Linked DNA regions of Mus musculus: all the other regions are linked to region 1. The links are chromatin contacts, called in public Hi-C and HiChIP or PLAC-seq maps. All regions are on one chromosome and are shown on one strand. The core of a region is the stretch at or near the end of the contact, and the rest is flanking DNA. Distances in the headings are between cores, read along the strand shown.

Region 1 (3,098 bases), core at 540-3,039:
CTTATTGAAGACAAACTCTGGCTTTTAGAACTACACATCTTCTTGGGTTTTCTCCTGTTCTGTGGCTCATACTTTTCTAGTCTCCTTCACCATTTTCTCTTTTTTTCTCTGACTTTTTATTTCTGTGGAGCTGCAAAGCATAGTCCTGAACCTACTGACTCTTCTGATGATCCACAGTCCCAAGGATCAGACTGTCTTAATGCCTCTGGTGCCCCCAGCTATCTCAACAGTGTCCTTGCTTATCATATTTAGAGACCTTCAACTTCTCATTTCTCCTTCCACATTATTAGTTCCTCTGGTCAAAACCTGAATTCACTCTCTCCTAGCAAACCAAGAGACACCTTTGCTGAACCTTGAGGAAAAAAAATCCACATGCCCAGCCCTTCTCCCACCTCCACTGCTGCTCACTACCCAGGCAACCATAGCTTGTTGTCCAGGTTCTAGCGGTAACCACCTATACCACTCTCCATGCTTGACTTGACTTTATATATCATCTCTCAGCAGCAGATGGAGCTAGAGTGTCCTTTCCACACCCAAATGGTCAGAGCTATAGGTTCAGTTAGGCATGGTGGCTCATGTTTACATTCTCAGTATGGAAAGGCTGCTTCAGGAAGATTGCTGCTAATTTGAGACTATCCTAGACAATGGGTTCAACTGCCCTGACCACACCCAAGCTCTCATCCTCCTGAAATGAAAACCAAGTCTTTATATTAACTTAGAAATGCATACATCTCCTCCCCTCTTTTTCTGGCTCCTAGGTTCCCGTCTCAGTATTTCTACCTTTACACACTCTGCTCTTACAGTCTTGCTACATCACCCCCATCCCCAAATCCTTTGAGCTTCCATGTTCACCATTTCTTCAACAGCATGTAACTTCCCCACTTTACTATGACTGGCTCCCTCTTCTTGGAAGCTTTGTCTTCCTCTCATCTGCTCAGTGAAGTGTTCCTCGTGTAGCTGACACCCCTTGGTCTCCCATGTTCTGCCTGATCTACTCCTGTCTTCTAAAATGCTGTTCTAATATATTGTGAAATAACTGACTTTATCATTGGTGTTTTGCACTGGAATGCCAGCCAACCTTTAAAAGCAGTTTGTTCACTTGTGTGCCCCAAGAACCCAGGATAGCACCTACCATATTGCATATACTCAGCATCTGGTACATGCATAAGTGACTTGCCTGTGGCATTTCACATGTGTATCCATTTTACTCTGGAATTTCATACAGAATATTCTTAACTCTGATTTTATAGTTCCAGTTCTGTCTGACCACAAGTCCACAGTTACAAAACTCTGTGTGTGTGTGTGTGTGTGTGTGTGTGTGTTGACTAATATGGAGAACCTTTTTGCATGTATGAGTGATTCTGTAATTTCCCTGACACAGGAGAATCCAGCTTTGGCTGTTGCAATCAAAACATGTAAAAACTGTACTTCGGACAGCGTGAGAGAGAAGTTCCTTCAAGAAGCCTGTAAGTTTGTTGAAACTTCTGTGGAATTCAATTTCACTTTTTACCTAAATCTAGCTGTCTTTGCAGGAAAGATGCTTTTACTTTTATAAGTATTATTCACCTTGCAAACTAATGTCTAAATTTAACAGATTTTCATAGACAGACATGTTTATATGTAGAGGAAGATGGCACATTCCCTTTGTTATTTGGTTCCTGTAGCATTCCGTATCTTTGGCTGGAGTTGGTGCATTCACATAAATGGCTCTAGCCCAGATCCTGCCAGGTTCCATGAGTACAGAGGTAACTATGGCAACAGTTACAACCTGATGGAGTCCATAAGCTACAGATGAGTCAGGATAATGACTAGCTTCCTGCCCTATGTAATCAGACAGAAACCCCAGGAGAGGCTTCCTGTGACAGCTTCCTGGGTGACTTTAGCTTGAAAGGATTTCCACCACCCCACTCACAGCCTTCTGGCCTAGGTGTGTACATCCGGTAGTGAGGCTGTCTCAGATGAGCTGTGCGTTATGAGCCTTCTCTCCTCAAAGGTTAGTGGTAAAGAATAGGATCTTGTCTAGCTTGTATACATCAAACACCCTGATGTCCCCTCTCCTCTCATAGGATTTCTCTATTCTTAGCCTTCAAGTCCCTGCCTCCTGCCAGCCACCGTCATTCTCACAGAACCATATTCTGCTCCTCTTGAGAGTTCCTGTTTAAATACATAAAATGATCACATGTGCTTATTATCTGTCTCTCCTGTAGACTTTACGTTCTGTGGGGACAAGGGCTGCACAGAGACCAGTGCAGGGCTTGGCCTGGGGAAGGCAGTCGGCACGTCTGCCTTAATACACAGAGACCAGTGCAGGGCTTGGCCTGGGGAAGGCAGTCGGCACGTCTGCCTTAATACACAGAGACCAGTGCAGGGCTTGGCCTGGGGAAGGCAATCGGCACAGAGACCAGTGCAGGGCTTGGCCTGGGGAAGGCAGTCGGCACGTCTGCCTTAATACAGAACCCCACTGATGCTCACACACAAACGTTGGACGGGTCTCTTAAGACACTACTGCCGAATTTGGTTATATATTTCTGTAGAAATAGCCAGGTTAGATTAAGACTGTTTTCATCTTTGGAAGGTTTGATAATTGCTTCTTCAGGAAATGCAACAGATGTAGTGTAGCTGACACACAAATCGCACCCCCCACCTCCAGGCAATAACAAGCTGTAAGATAGGGGAGATGGCCTAAGCCCAGAAAACATAAATTGTGGCCAGATAGGAAAGATTTCAGCTTCGATGACAATGTAGCTTACATCCCAGCTCTCCAGCCCCATCACTGCTACAGAAACACAGATGGTACATAAAGGAATGCACAGGCAGGCAAGGTTGCAGTGAGCTTACTTTATAAGCGAGAGATAGCACTTCATCCACTATCTGGATAGGTAAGTGACAGGCTAAACTTCACCTGGGGTTTCTAGTGTAGTGTGACAGTTTCTCAGTGACTGCAAGACCCTCCTCAGCTCCTTATTCTGTGCTCTGTATTATCAACACTAATTATTTCAAAGGAAATAAAAAGTCCTGATAATGATCTTGATGTCATAGAAAACCAGGGGTGATAGCCGATGCCCTGGGTACCTAGAAAATTTTCACAAAATAACAGT
Region 2 (3,044 bases), core at 265-2,764, 150 kb after region 1:
TGTGGCTGAACACTGCACCGGTGCAGTCCAAAAGGGTGCAGAAGACAGCTGCTTCTATTTGGGAGTTGTGACATGTGCGCCTCTGCTCCACAGCGGAAGTCAAGCGTGTGGGAGACACAGTGCTGGGGATGGCCACACAGTGCGTCCAGATGAAGAACGTGCAGAGGACCACGCCACAGACCCTATCCAATCTCTGCTTAAAGATCAATGTCAAACTGGGAGGCGTCAACAACATCCTGCTGCCACAGGGCAGGTGAGGTGGCCACACCCCATGCATACACCAGCTGGCTTAAATGGTCAGTGGAGAGGTGCTCACTGGTAGTTTATGTGGGCATAAGTCCTGGGCTCCTCAGAACCAGGGGCATCAGGGATGAGTGACTGTTAGGGCTGGAGTCCCTAACAGTTGAAGGCTGGTATGGGGCTGTTGTCACCCTGCTCCTTGTGCCAGGGCCAGCAGTCTCCACTGAAGAGTTGGGAGAGTGAGTGGCCTCGGGACAGGTCAGGAATGGGCTTCCACAGACTTGGCAGCGGGTCCCTGGAGCTTTACTGCAGTGTAGACTCCAGTGTTTTCTACTCTGCTTACTTGGGGCTGGGAGCTTACTGCTAGGATCAAAGCTAAAGCACTTGGGGCTGGAAAGTCCTTCCCTGTAGGACCTGCTGTTGATGGGCCAGGAACTGAGGCCAAGTGCTGGCCCACACGCCCCATAGGGCTAAGGGTTGGGAATGTGGAACTGTGCCTTCCTCGGGTGCCTCCCACAGTCAGTGTGCTACCCTAGGTGTTAGAGGACAAGGTCCAAGTTAATGTTTTCCCCTCCTTTGAACAAAAGGACAAAAGAAGAGAGCGACCATAGTAATAGCTTTGGCTGAGGAAACTGTCTATAGACACTGAGAATAATGGGCAGGCCTGTGCTGTGGGGTCTGGCTTAGAACAGATTTGGAGGCCTCTTGTGCCAGGCTACACCGGGCTGAAGTTGGGGACCGGCAGGATGAGGAACCCCAATGGTTTGGAGATAAGGATAGGTAGACAGGTTAAAGAGATTAAAGGGGAGAAAGGCAGTTGTCTCATGCTCTTGGTCTAGTTAGTGTCAAAGACAGGGCCTTCCTGAAGGAGGTGTGGCCCGGGTTGGGAAGCTGAGCTCTGGGGACACTCATTGTCAGAGCACAGGAACCCTGAGACTGGATGAGCATCCTTGAGTGAATGACAAGGAGATCTGAGCCCTGTGCCCAGGGTAAAAGTTCAGGGACACTGGTAATAGAAAAAGAAGGCAAGGAGGGGAGGCACCTGAGTCACAGTGCCCAGGGAGGTGTGTCTTGCATCACAAAATGCCAATGAGCTGCACTGTGCGGCCTGATTATTGGACCCAGCAATGGAGGAAGTCACTAGAGACCTTGAAAGGGGAATCTTGTTGCCATGGCAGCATGAGTTGAGTTAGGAGGAGCCTGGGAGGCCCTGGCAGGCTGGGCTCATGGGAAGGAAGCTTCGCTGGGCTGCAGATGAGAGGAAGCTGAGCGCAGGTGTGCCTTGCTTGTGGCAAGTGAGTCACATCCACCCACGTGTAGAAACACAGCTGCTACACAGCTGTACCTGGTGGCCTCATGGTGGCCGGGCAGGTGATCAGGATCTCTGGGTGTACCTCTCAGCTCCCCTCAGCAAGGAAAGTGAGGCCAAGAGGCACAGGCATCTCAAGTGTGGTTAGCAGGACCACAGTGCCACAGACGCCTGTGTCTTAGAAGTGGCACCCTAAGTCTGAGGCTGGGTGCAGGCCCCCAGGGGTGGTTGCAACCACAGTGGAGAGTAAAGGAACACTTGCCATCCTCTCCCTGGAAAGGGCACATAGATGAACATGCTTGGCATGTAGGAAGCACTTTCTTTCTTACATGGTTATATCCTGAATGGGTGCTGAAGAGAAATCCTGCTGTGGACACACACACACACACACACACACACACACACATACACACACAGGTCTCTACTGTGCCTGACTTTGATTGGGAGATGACACTGTGCAATAGACACACTCCCCTCTGAGTGCACCACACCTCACACAAATGGGACGTCACCTCACAGAGATGTGGTATTCAGCTCGTATCATGGTTGCTCTTGATCTAGGGCCTCACACAGAGAATATTGTCTGGACTTCACACACTTAGGGACAAAGATGCCCTTCTGGCTACCTCTCCTTGCCCAGAGTGTCAAATTGTCCTTTGGTTCTTTGTGATAGTCCCAGGCCACCTTCAGAATAATCAAGTTTCTTTTGGCACAAAATGTGGAGGCATACACTTAAGATTGCAGCATTTGAGAGGTCGTGGCAGCGGGACTGGACATCCAAGTCCAGTCTGAAGTACATGAGACTGTGTGTCAAAATAAAGGGGAGAAAGGAAAAAGTCTCAGGAAGGCAGACGGGATGGGTAAACCCCTTTCTGATGACCATGCTGCATACCCTCTCTGGCAGCCACCAGCCTCTGTGTATACTTCTAGAAGAGCAGTCACCATGGGAATAAAGACGTAACTGCTCCTATTGTGAACAGTGTATGCTAAGCCCGGCTCCTACAATGCAGGAACCTGTTGGTCTTTAGGGTGCTGCATGGAGAGCTATCATTATCTCTCTTTCCCCTTCCCTCACCACACATGCCACCACTCAGGTAGTGAGCATTCCGCCTGAAGGTCTCAGCCAGAAATGATGGCCATGGAAGAAGATGGCGGGGTTGTGGGAATTGGGAATGTATTCTGTGGTTAAGACCCAGGATGCTACTCAAACTCCTGGGCTCTGGCAGTCCCTCCCCTCAACAGAACAAGGCACCCCCAGTGCCCAACCAGGCCAGCTACGTACTCGGCTCTCAGTCCCACCTTCTCGGGCTCTTTCTCAAGTGCATAACAGACATCATTGTTTAATCCAATAGGCTTTCTGTGTGTATCATTAAGGGTAACAATTCTGTTGGGGGCGGGGGAGGTCTCTCACTTGGTAAAGAACTTGCATGGCATATATAAGGCCCTGGGTTCAAGGCCAGCATAAACCAGATGGGTTTGGTGGTACATGCCTGTC
Region 3 (3,355 bases), core at 280-2,779, 170 kb before region 1:
ATATAATGCGCAGTAACTAGAGTAGGGCACAGCCTGACCACCTCAGAGAGGCACCTTATGAGCGACAGGCAGGCTGTGCTACTATGGAAGCCCTTGGGTCCTTTTGCCCAAGGAGGAAGGAAAGGGTGGGAAACCATGGAAGACCTAGAAGCCAAGAACAGAGTCAGTCTGCCTCCATGAGACCCGAGAGGGCTGAAACACTGTCCAAGGCGGGCGGACCGCGTTAGAGAGGAAGCGAGTGTGGGCTAGGCTAGGCTAGGCTAGGCTAGGCTAGGCGGTAGCCAGTGTTGCCTAGAGTATGAGGGACATCAGGTGGTCCTCCGAAAGAAGGGACTTTTCCTGCTGAGAAGGACACGGGCGGAGGAGCCGTGAGTTCAAGGTAGCAGTGGCTTCTGGGGCTGTCAGTGGTGGCAAGGGGCTACCAAGGGCCCTCATAGTGTTCTCACTAAAGACCCCCATGTCCTAAACTTCACCTAGTGCAGTCCTCTGAGGAGGGTGGCTCAGAGATCACACAGGGACCCCCACAGGGAGTCAGGAGGCAGCAGGGCTCAGGAAAGGGAAAGGGGCCTTCTACCATCTTTCTCTGCAGTTTCCTCTGCCTGTTGGAGGAGGACAGGGAAAGCCTGAAAGGGGGCGTTGTGTACGGGGCGCGGGGTGGGGGTGGGGAGAAGAGACTAGAAATCCCGGAGGAAGGCCTGGGATTATGAAGGAGGCGGCTGGATTGGGGGAGGAGCAGGAAGCCTGTGTAGTCACTGCCCAGCTGTGACAGAAAGTAACCCAGGAGCTTACAGGGTCACCATGTGGAAAGAGAGGAAAGATTCCTCAGGGCAAAGTCTTCCTGGAGAAGGCTGCGGTAGCCAGTGGGAGTGGGCAGCCCCCACTTCCTATTTGGAGCAAGCCGGCAGCTGCTTGCTTCTCTGTCTAGCTTCTCCTACCCCTCTTCCACGACGTGGGGTCAGCTCATCCTCTCTCTGGGAACGGGCTGAACGGGGTACCTCTAAATGATGTGTTTGGTGCAGGCTCCTGGCAGACAGCTTCCCCCCCCTTTTTTTTTGAAGAGATGAGTAGATCTCACAATAACATCTTATTGAAACCCAGTGCTAGGTATCTTACAAAGATAGAAGAGACGAGATTAGCAGAAGGAATGATCCCCCCACACGCCTACATTCTAACACCTTCAGAGTTGCTCCTGAGACACCTTGATCTCAAGCATGACTCCGGAACGATGTAAGCCAACCTAGTTGGTGGTGAATTTCTCTGCAAACGAATACACCAGGACTCATTATCAACTGTGAGCAAGTGATAGAACCTGAATCTCCTGGATGTCCTGGCTTCTTCAGCAGGGCAGCAGAGAGGTCCCAAGGAGCTTGCAGGCCAGAGGGCAGGGCAGAGACAGGAGCAGGGCAGTGCCCGAGGAAGCTGCACCCAGACCTGCAGACCTCAGGGGAAGCAATCTCAGAGAAAGTGCCGCCTGTGGTCAGCGGTCTGTAGGCAAAGGGGAAGTGGCAGCTGCCCGGCCCTGGGCTGCGCCTCCTCCTCCACTGCTAGCTATATGAGGTGAATCAGTAACTCACACCCTCACTCACTTCTATGCACACACCCGGAGCCCTCCTGAAATCCTGAACTATTTGACTACTTGGGCTTATAGTTTTTCTTGTGTTTCTTCTTCTTTCTTTTCTTCTTCTTCTTCTTCTTCTTCTTCTTCTTCTTCTTCTTCTTCTTCTTCTTCTTCTTCCTTCTCCTCTTCTCCTTCTCCTTCTCCTTCTCCTTCTCCTTCTCCTTCTCCTTCTCCTTCTCCTCCTCCTCCTCCTCCTCCTCCTTCCCTCCTTCCTTTCCTCCTCCTCCTCCTCCTCCTCCTCCCCCTCCCCCTCATTCTCCCCCCTCCCCTCCCCCTCCCCCTCTTCCTCCTTTCCAAGACAGGGTTTCTCTGTGTAGCCTTGGCTGTCTTGGAACTCACTTTGTAGACCAGGCTGACCTCAAACTCAGAGACTGATCTGCCTCCGTCTCCTATGTTCTGGGATTAAAAGCACATGCCACCACGTCCAGTCGTAGTTTCTCTCAAAGGAAATCGATCATCTAGCAATGTAAGCATTGGTCCCTCAATTTTTTTGGGGGGGGGTTTGGGGGGGTTGTCGCTCCTTGCTGACTCCAGGTGTTCAGAGTCTCCTGTCCATACTGAGGCAGAGGCCAGCTCTTGCAGCCATCTGTGTACCCTGTGGACTGAACATACGACATTCCTGCCAGGAGACACACTCCCTGCTTTCCAGTCACTCAGCTTTAGGGACAAGGAAAGATCTTGGGTACACAGAAAGACCAGAAGCAATGACATTTGTTTCAGGTGCACAGGAGATGAACAGAAAAGACCTGTGGAGGGCTGGAGAGATGGCTCCAGTGCTTAAGAGCACTAACTGTTCTTCCAGAGGTCCTGAGTTCAAATCCCAGCAACCACATGGTGGCTCACAACCAACTGTAACAGAATCCAATGCCCTCTTCTGGTGTGTCTGAAGACAGCTACAGTGTACTCATACATAAAATAAATAAATATATCTTTTAAAAAAAAAGAAAAAAAAAAAAGAAAAGAAAAGACCTGTGGAGCAGATGTCATCTCACAGTAGAAGTCTCTGCCCCAGCAAGCTATGGCCTGGGTCTTTTTGTGACCACCCACAGGGCACAGCAATGCTGTTGGGCAAAGGGTAGGATTGGGTAGAGCTTTGGGTACCCTAGGTAACTTGACCTTTTTCTGGTCTGCAGGAGATGAAAAGAAGAAAGAGAGGGGTAAGCCTGAATTAGCTAGATAAGAGGAAACAGTTCGAGGAGGAAGTCTACCCCAAGCAACGCATGAGACTGGCTGGCTTAACGTGCAGACATTTACTGCTACAGTGTTGGAAGTCAGAAGTCTACACTGTCAGAGGCTGCATGGCAGGAGGACCGTTCTAGACTCTCTCCCAGAGGCTTCCTGCACCTGCACCCTTCAATGTAGGCATCTCTATCTCCTCTGTCACACGATGTCCATATGTCTTCTTCTCTTCTCACGAAGCACTGATCCTCTCAGGTTGTGAGAAGCTGGTGTAACCGAGATGCTATTTCCAAGCAAGTGCTGGCAGTCGGCGGCAGTGAGGGCTCCAATAATTCTTTTGAAGGGCGTGAATCACCTCACACTGGAGGCAGAACAGATGGGATCTGCTGCTGATTGGCGGGTGGGAAGCAGAGGAGACTATCTAGTTCCAAGGCAACTCTGAAACACTCGTGCAGAGGCTGATAGTCCCAGCCAGTAACTAAGGCTTCCCAGAGTTCCTGGTGAGGAAGGAAAACCGGAAGGAAACCTAGGCCGGCCCAGCGAGGCAATATGCAGGCC

The links. Hi-C and Micro-C count contacts between places; a contact is called where the count stands out from the background. HiChIP or PLAC-seq counts read pairs in DNA pulled down with a chosen protein or histone mark.
Region 2: a contact with region 1 is called in a Hi-C map of CD4 T cells, with 4 times the contacts expected there. The contact joins two enhancer-like sites. A contact is called at or near these places in 2 of 39 promoter capture datasets (cranial neural crest and liver), 1 of 484 Hi-C or Micro-C datasets (CD4 T cells), 1 of 115 datasets of contacts at active chromatin or transcription factors (double positive thymocytes) and 1 of 9 other capture datasets (adipose tissue).
Region 3: a contact with region 1 is called in a FOXA1 HiChIP or PLAC-seq map of pancreatic cancer cells. The contact joins two enhancer-like sites. A contact is called at or near these places in 1 of 15 datasets of contacts at CTCF or cohesin (the NIH/3T3 cell line), 1 of 484 Hi-C or Micro-C datasets (cortical neurons) and 2 of 115 datasets of contacts at active chromatin or transcription factors (embryonic stem cells and pancreatic cancer cells).

Annotation. Positions count from the first base shown.
Region 1 is chr15:73,267,177-73,270,274 of GRCm38.p6, reverse strand. It overlaps Ptk2 (PTK2 protein tyrosine kinase 2), which reads left to right. Exons shown (of 35, transcript NM_001358046.1): 19 at 1,382-1,466. Among named protein-coding and RNA genes, the nearest start is that of Mir151, 14 kb to the right of the region's middle. Within about 2 kb of position 1,789, at least 61 of the 459 cell types and tissues checked have an H3K27ac peak or open chromatin away from gene starts, as enhancers often do. A contact at or near this core is called in pancreatic cancer cells, where this site is marked.
Region 2 is chr15:73,116,546-73,119,589 of GRCm38.p6, reverse strand. Ago2 (argonaute RISC catalytic subunit 2) reads left to right here. Exons shown (of 19, transcript NM_153178.4): 13 at 94-253. Among named protein-coding and RNA genes, the nearest start is that of Gm31725, 9.6 kb to the right of the region's middle. Within about 2 kb of position 1,514, at least 122 of the 459 cell types and tissues checked have an H3K27ac peak or open chromatin away from gene starts, as enhancers often do.
Region 3 is chr15:73,440,710-73,444,064 of GRCm38.p6, reverse strand. No RefSeq gene overlaps it. Among named protein-coding and RNA genes, the nearest start is that of Ptk2, 19 kb to the right of the region's middle. Within about 2 kb of position 1,529, at least 83 of the 459 cell types and tissues checked have an H3K27ac peak or open chromatin away from gene starts, as enhancers often do. A contact at or near this core is called in pancreatic cancer cells, where this site is marked.